2 separate regions of the Sus scrofa genome follow, and region 2 is linked to region 1. Evidence: chromatin contacts called from public HiChIP or PLAC-seq data. All regions are on one chromosome and are shown on one strand. Each heading gives the region's core, a stretch centred on a gene start, on an enhancer-like site or on the middle of the called end of the contact. The rest is flanking DNA. Distances are from core to core; before and after follow the strand shown. Region 1 has its middle 67 kb from the start of KLF6. Region 2 has its middle 400 kb from the start of AKR1E2.

The links. HiChIP or PLAC-seq counts read pairs in DNA pulled down with a chosen protein or histone mark.
Region 2: a contact with region 1 is called in an H3K27ac HiChIP or PLAC-seq map of alveolar macrophages. The contact joins two enhancer-like sites. A contact is called at or near these places in 2 of 2 datasets of contacts at active chromatin or transcription factors (alveolar macrophages and skeletal muscle).

Annotation. Positions count from the first base shown.
Region 1 is chr10:66,419,686-66,423,885 of Sscrofa11.1, reverse strand. No RefSeq gene overlaps it. Among named protein-coding and RNA genes, the nearest start is that of KLF6, 67 kb to the left of the region's middle. Within about 2 kb of position 2,640, at least 14 of the 83 cell types and tissues checked have an H3K27ac peak or open chromatin away from gene starts, as enhancers often do. A contact at or near this core is called in alveolar macrophages, where this site is marked.
Region 2 is chr10:66,086,896-66,091,160 of Sscrofa11.1, reverse strand. No RefSeq gene overlaps it. Among named protein-coding and RNA genes, the nearest start is that of AKR1E2, 400 kb to the right of the region's middle. Within about 2 kb of position 2,995, at least 2 of the 83 cell types and tissues checked have an H3K27ac peak or open chromatin away from gene starts, as enhancers often do. A contact at or near this core is called in alveolar macrophages, where this site is marked.

The DNA of each region.
Region 1 (4,200 bases), core at 1,391-3,890:
CCTTGCTGTCAATGCGCTCGCCTGAACGAGGGGCTCCCTCATCTGCGGGTTGACAAAGAAGCTGCGTGTCCTCCCTCCGGCGGCCGGGCTGCATTCCCTCTGCGCCCACATCCAGCCGGCAAGGATTTCTGGCTTCTTCCTCCCTTCCCCCACGTCTCACGGACCGCTGCTGACAGGTGGAGCCCACGACTTTGCAGATGGGAGCGGGCCTGCTGTCATTCTCCTGCCGCTGTGAGGAGAGCCCTGGTGACGATGTGGCACTTCTGCCCCTTGTTCAGAGTGTCAGCAAGTGGCCATCAGGGGACCCTCCTTTTAGGACCCGACATCCCTTCCAGCCTGACGATTTACAGCTGTGCAGGCAGGGGCTGTCTGTGTACCTCGGCTTTCACGGCACCGGACAGTTGCCACTGCAACTTCAGCTGAGGCTTTAATTTTTTCACTTTTTGGGAAATACAATATTAATACAATTTGTCACAATTCTCTAAGGAGCACTATTATGCTAGGATTTTAGTATGTTTTACCAATTTAGTTGTCATAATGGCCTGCAAGTGCCTTGATTTTAAATCCTTATTTCCCAGGTCTTTTGAGAGCTGGCTATAACCTGAGATTATTTCCCTAATGGACTGCCTCTATAATGTTCCTCTTAAAAGCCAAGTGGTACTTATCACTTCATTTTGCAGAGCGAGTGACATTTTTAGCTTGGTATTAATAATCCAACATTATAATAAAAATAATAATAGCAAGGATTTGAAAATCCATTACAAATCTCCCTAAACCCAGGTGAACTCATTAACTCTTAGGTAAAAGAAATTGGAACTAAAAAAAAGGAAAAGGAAAAGAAAGCTCTGCTTTTATTCTGCCCCTTGTGGTGACTTTGAGGGAGCGGAAGAGGTAGAAGTGAATGCTCCCGACTTCACATCTGGGGTTGGGCTCCCTGGAATGACCTGTTAAGATAAGCTGTGAGATTTAAAAATGAACACAGAGAAAGAAACATCCCTCTTATCTTGGAGTCAGACAGATGAATGTGAGGGCAAAGGCCTTGTTTCTGCTTTTGTGGTCCCAGGAGGTGGGCTGAGGCCAGAGAACAAAGCGACCTGGCTAAGCTTCCCCACCTTGCAAACAAAACCTGCAAACAAGCTAGGATTGTTCAACAATCCGAGTCTTATCGGAACAAGCTTCATCCTCTGTTTTTCTGTCTGAGAGATGGGCGCTTCGGTCACGGAGCGGGATGCTGGCCTCCCAGGCCTCTCCAGTGTCGGGCTGTAGGTGGACGTCCCAACCCAGGGCCTGAGGCTGTGGCCTGACGTGCAGACAGGGTCTGTACAGTGAGGATTAAGTTAAGGGGTCCTTGCGGGGCCCGTGTGCTTATGAAAGGGGATCAGGACCCGGCCTCACCCAGGGGAAGCAGACTGCGTGACGGTAAGATCAGAGACTGGGGGCTGCGTCTGCCAGCCCAGGAACCGCAGGCTGCCAGGAAAACCACAGCCACAGGAGAGAGGCCTGGAGCAGATTCTCCCTCGGAACCTCGAGGAGAAATTAACCTGTGGGCACTTGACCTTGGACTCTGGCCTCTGGACAGTGAGACAGGAGAGGTCTGACACGTCGTTCGTGTCTTTGTTACGGAAGCCCCAGCAAACCAACACTGGACACACGGGGACCCAAAGCCCAGGCCCCATGACGTCCAGGCCTGTTGAGCGCTCCAGTGAGTTTAGTGGGTGATTCCCCATGAGACTCTAAACGACCACATGCAAAGCATCAAGGGAAGGCCTCAGAGTGATTCGAACAGCAAATGCTGTCAGAATTCAGAGGGCAGGAGAGAGACAGAGCTGGAAACTTCCAAAGAGTCCCACTGCTTGGATCAAAGAGCAAAGGAAGAAGAGAGCCTATGAGTCGAGAGGAAGAAAGCAAAGGCCTGGTTTTGGAGATGCGTGCTGGGAACCAGAGCCAAGGCCCCATCTCTTTGCAGGTCTCATTGGCTGTGGAAAGAGAACCAGTGGGACAGAAAGGACCCCCTGCAGGCGAGGGGCTCGGGTGGTGGAGGAGGGAGCCCTTCCATCAGACTCAAGGTCTCCGGGAGGTTGTGTTTTCCTCTACCCACCAGTTTAAGAAAACATAGAAAAGCCAAACTATAAAGATGTATTCTGCTACTTCCATGCAGCGCCAACATCAGGGCCAAACATCCAGGTAATATGCAGGTACATCCCTGGCAAGGCCCTTGTTGCCTGGGAATGACTTTATCATTTAAGACCATGAAAGAAAGTTGGATTTTATGCTTAAAGATGGAAACATTTCTTGCCATTTGTAGAGCTTATCCAAACTCAACTTCACGTTCCTATTCAATCCCCATAAATGGGAAAAAAAGCTATTTAATGATTGACTGGGGTTGCCTTTAAATATAGTTTTGGCCTGTCTTTGAGGGCTTTTTCTTTCATTTTCTCTTAGTGGGTTTCCATTTGCTATGGCCTCTCCTGGTTGGTTCCATCTTTTCAGCAGCTCATGCGATTCTGCCTTTATGGTGCAGATGCAACCCCTCTATCATTTTATTTTCCTCTGAGGAAATTCTCAATATGTGAGTTTAACTCTCAAAGTTGGTGAGACAAGGAAATGGCGAAAAACCACAGTGGAAATGTGACTCACTCAGAAACTTCAGAATGGCCATGTGCTACTAAAAAGAATTAGTCATCCCCACGGCCTGGCCAGACGTCTCCTTGGATCTCCTGTACATAATTTACTGGTCTTTCAGCGCCTGGTTTGTTCGGGGTGAACACTTGCTACCCGAGTGGGCATCATCCTCCTTGCCACGCGGTCTTCCTCGCCTCTCCTCCACCAGTGGGAACAGAGATTCACCTAGGCCATGTGTGCTCAGGAGGATGCCTGCTGTATACTTTCACCCACTGGATTAAGAATTAAAAGTGAGTAATTCTAGGACGTGGTCGCAGTCATTGAAATAGAGGTAGAAAGGTTGACAAGTCTCATTTAAACATGGGCATTGCAGTCACTGGATAGACATCTGATCGAATCACCATCTGCTCCATTGGCGTGCAGCTCTTCAGAGGAAGAAAAACCAAAGCATAGCTGGGTCTGAGGCATCCTGTTGGAAGGTCAACAGCAAATTACACTTGTGTCTCCCCAGTACCTAGTTCACCGTTTCGGTAATGCACACTCAACCACTCAAGACCCGTCTGTGGTTTAGTGGCAATGTGGGTCTTGGTACAAATTAGAGAGAGACCCCCTTCCTCATCACGCATATGCTGTGCTTGTTGTTTTTCTCAGAAATGACTGACTTTTTCCAGCTTCCCCGAGGTATGGTTGACAAATAAAACTTGTCCATATTTAAGGTGCACCATGTGGTGGTTTGGTACATGCGTAGGTTGTGACACGATCACCACAAGCAAGTTGATGAACATATTGCCTTCACATCGTTGCTGTGTGTGTGAGTGTGTGTGTGTGTGTGTGTGTGTGTGTGTGTGTGGTGAGAACACATAAGATCTCCCCCCTTGGAAACTTTCAAGTGCGCACGTAGTATGATTCGGGGGTGTCGCCACACTGTAGATTAGATCCCCAGAATTTGCTCCTCTTAAAACTGAAAGTCTCCACCCTGGCCCATCTCCAGACTTCGCTCACCACGGCCCCTGATACCCACCATCCTCATCCCTGCTTCTCTGAGTTTGGCTTTTTAGATTCTACATGTAGGTAGACTCGTGCAGTATTGGTCTCTCTTCGTCTGGCTTATTTCACTCGGCACAATGTCCTCCAGGTTCGTCCACGTTTTCCCAAAGGGCAAGATTTCTTTCTTTTTTGTGCTATTATCCCACATTTTCTTTATCCATCTACCCATCCACAAGAACTTAGGTTGCGTCCAAATGTTGGCTATTTTGAATAAAGCCACATCAAGCACCAGACTGCACGTATCTCTTCCAGATAGTGATTTTACTTCCTTCAGATAAATGCCAGGAGGGGGGTTGCTGGATTATAGGGTAGCCCTAGTTTTGATCTTTTGAGGCAATTCCATACTGTTTTCCGAAATGGCTGTACCAGTTTTCTGGCCACGAACAGAGCATTATTCCCTCCCCCACCTTCCTGCCAGCACGCGTTATCTCTTGTCTTTTGGATAATGGCCATCGCAAGAGGTACGAGGTGGCATCACACTGCGGTTTTGACCTGCATTCCCCTGGTTACTGACCTTGAGCATCTCTCCAT
Region 2 (4,265 bases), core at 1,746-4,245, 330 kb after region 1:
ATATCTGGGGGACATGGTTCAATCTGTATCAGGAGTCTTCTCCGTCAAATGACAATTGCGGAAATGGACTCTTTTGTTTAAAAAGGGTAACTTGCACTGGGAATATTGTTAAAGACCAACTAATTTGACCACCCGAGTCATGTAACGAACAGTTGCTGGGCTGACCGCCAGGCTTACTTTTGGCCACTTATTGACAACACAGGCAAAGGCTGTCTCGCTGATGCGAGTTCGTAGGTCCACGAACTACCTTCAGGGTTAACCACTCTAACGGCACTCGTTTTCTTCCTGATACGTCTTCATAAGCACATCAGACTCATCCTGCCCAAAGCCCCTTAGCGCCCTCCCCACACGCTGCTTCCCACCCCACCCCTCTCTGGTGATCAGCCCCCAGACCCACTCAGCTCAACAGTCCACACAGCCGGGGGCCATCCTGACAAGTCCCACCCTCCACCCTGAACATCTGCTCGCCGGGTCTTGTCACATGCACCTCAGGACGAATTTCCAAGGCTGTCCAGCAGCCCTGACGCACCGCTCTCATCTGCACCAGCTCCGTCGCTTCCTAACATAACCCCTGCGTTCCCGAGGCCTCCCGCTAACCTACTCTCCATGCATAACCACGCGAGCTTTAAACAGCAAACATCAAACCGCGGCCTCTCCAGCGGAGATGCCTCGCTAGACAAAGACATAACTGGGTGTTCTCGGCATGCCTCAGCTACTGCCAGCTCTCTTCTCTCTGGCTGTGACCTTCGTCTTGGTCAGCACCGGCTGCTCTAACAACAAATCGTAGATGGAGGGCTCACACAGCAAACCTTCCCTTCCCACAGCGCTGCAGACTGGGTCCGAGATTAAGGCACCACAGATTCGATGTCTGGTGAGGACTGGATCCCGGTTACAAACCAACCTCGCACTGTGTCCTCACCTGGAGGAAAGGGTGAGGTGGCCCTCTGGGGTCCCTTTTACATGGGGACCCATCGGGCAGGCCCCCCTCTCATGACCTCACCACCTCCCCGCCTCCCGACACCATCACTTTGGGGATTAGGAGTCAACACAGGCTTGTTGCAAGGACACATACCCTCGGTCCAGAGCAGACCTCCGACCCTGATGCTTTTCTTCTCTTTGAACCCTGTGCACGTCCAGCCTCTAGGGCCTCTTAGAAGCTACTTCTCTGATCTGGAGCATAGCCTTCCTACACGCCCATGTTTTTACTTTCTCCTAGTGAATATCTCCTTTTATTCAGATCTCAGATCAACGGTCCCATTTTTGGCTCATTGTGCACAACCTCCCAGCCCCACTTTCCCCGACATTCACAGGGAACACTATCTTCCTAGGAAACCTAACCACAACTATAGGCAAGGAGCTGTGTATCTAGCTGTCACAGAAACACAGCTGATAGGATATCCTGTCCTCGCTGATAGGATATAAATGCTAAATATCCTACCAGGATAATCTGCTTCCTGTGACTCCGCCCCCAGATTCTAGTATTTACGACCACCTGCCGAGTGAATAAGTATGCAAGTCGTGGAGACACAAATAAGTTAAGCTTAATTCTACTCCCTTGTAGACGACTCCCTTAAACCATTCTCCTCAGTGTGGACTCTAAGGTGGCCTGCAGACAGCACAGGACTGCACCGAGATTTCAAGAAATCCATGGAGATGCAGATGTGAAGGAGACAGTGTATGTTTCAATCAATGCCGGGTACACGAATATTTCTGTGCAGATGTCCAGAAGGGAGCAGAGTGGTGCTTCATGTTCCTTACACCCGAAGAAGCCTCCTTGCTCCCTGAGAGGACACTTGAGTCTGTAAGTCTTTTTAGTGTAGATGAAAGAGGGTAGCAAAATGCAAAGAATTTAATGTTCTGAAAATAGAAGTATAAATAATGCATTGAGTATATAAAGCAAAACTGCACATAATGTACCGCTCTAATCTACTCAGAATTCAGGGCATTGCCAACAGCAGAACTGATGTGTGGCATAAAAAAAGCATCCGAAGAGTGGATGACACTGTGAGTGGGTCTCATGAGGTCTTGGTCAGTGCCACCATCTCCCCTTTTGCCCATTACTTTCTTGGAAATTAGAGCTATGGCTGGAGCCTGTGGAGGGCAGCATTTGCCCCAATTCCTGGCCCTCTCCATTCCCCTCAGAGACTAGCAAGGTGCCCACAAGAAAATCCATAGAAACCAAGTTCTATAAATTATGTCTGCACCCATGGCATATGGAAGTTCCTGGGCCAGGAACTGAATACAAGCTGCGGATGAGACCTATACCACAGCTGTGGCAACCCTGGATCCTTTAACCCACTGGGCTGGGCTGGGGATTGAACCCAAGCCACTGCAGTTGGATTCTTAACCCGCTGCGCCACAGCGGGAATGTCCCACAATGTATCATTTTAACCAAAGGGGAAGAAATTCCCATTTCTCAGTCTTTGTTTTCATCCTGAAAACGTCATGGTATTTGTAGTATTTACACTGTTAGATTTGTAATTTAACGGTAACTTTTTATGTTCTGGTGATGAAATGCACAGCATAAGCTCAGCCAAATCAAGAAGTGCCTCTTGAGCCTGTGTTCACGGCAGCATGCTTCCGCCCAGCATCTGGGGCCCAGCGAGAGCCCAAGACTGAACTTGTTTCATTCTCCTCAGCTGTAAACTGGATGCAGTTGTCTTTTCAGCTTCAGAAGGTCGCTGTGAGGAGTGTTTCCTCCAGACGTACAGTGGCCATTACACTGAGCTACTCATCTTTCTCCTCCCCTTTTCCCCCAAAGAACGTGGGTCTGCCGAAGGCCCACTGGACGGATCCATGGGACGGTCCGTCCGTGTCCCACATACCCTGGTCTTAAAAAGACCTCAGGCCTTCCCAGGTGGCTTTCTCAGGACGAACTCTTTGTGCTGTAGGAGACGAGTACTTTGATTCTGAAAGTGTGCGGAGACAACCCAACATGGTGTGTGTTTTAGGGAGATGAAGACGGTTCTAGAAATGAGGAAGTCTCACTGCAAGATCAAGGAAGGAGCCACGCAATCTGTATTTTGGGAGATTTGCTGTTGAAAAGGAAGTGGATCTAGTCAGCTCTTTTTTTTATTGGCGTATAATTGGCTTATAATATTATATCAGTTTCAGGTGTAGAACATAGTCATTCGATATTTTCACAGATTATAGACCCTTAAAAGTTATTACAAAATAATGGGTATAATTCTCTCTGCTGTAAAACATACCTTGTAGCTTTTTTATTTCATATATAGTAGTTTGTATCTGTTAACCCCATACCCCTACCTTGTCTCTCCTCCCTCCCTCTCCCCACTGGTAACCACTAGTTCGTTTTCTCTGTCTGAGTCGGTTTTTAGTCTGCTACATACATTCATTTGTATTCATTTTTAGCTTCCGTATAAATATCATAGAGCATTTCTCTTCCTCTTTCTGACTTATGTTGCTAAGCATGCTATTCTCTGGGTCCATCTACGTTGCTATGAATGGTAGAGCCTCATTCTTGTTATAGCTGAGTAAGATTCCATGACACGTGTATACCACGACTTCCTAAGCCGATTATCTATTGATGGACACTGGGGTTGCTTCCGTATCTAGGTTACTGTAAATAGTGTTGCTAGGAACACTGGGACGCACGCATCTTTTCGAATGAGTGTTTTCAGGAAATATACCCAGGAGCGGAATTGCTGGGTCATATGATAATTCTATTTTCAGGTTTTTGAGGAACCTCCCTACTGTTTTCCAAAGTGGCTGCAAGAAGTTACATTCTCACAAAAATGCGCACGTGTCCCCTTTTCTCCACATCCTCTCCAACATGTTATTTGCACACTTTGGGTGGCGGGGGGTGGGGGAGGCACACCTGCAACATATGGATGTTCCTGGGCTAGGGACTGAATTGGAGCTGCAGCTGCTGGCCTGTGCCACAGCCACAGCAATGACAGATCCTAGCCACATCTGCAAACTATGCCACAGCTCAGAGCCTTAACCTGCTGAGCGAGGCCAGGGATCGAACCCATATCCTCATGGTTCTTAACCTGCTTAAGAACCTTAGCCACAATGGAAATTCCTATTTGTAGACTTTTTGATGACAGCCATTCTTACAGGTGTGAAGTGATATCTGTGGTTTTGTTTGCACTTCTCTAATAATTAGCATGATGTTGAGCATCTTTTCATGCACCTGTTAGCCATTCCTATGCATGTCTTTTTTGGAAAAATGTTTATTCAGGTCTTTTGCCCATTTTTTGGTTGTGCTGTTTGTGTATTTCAGATATTGACTCCTTATTTGT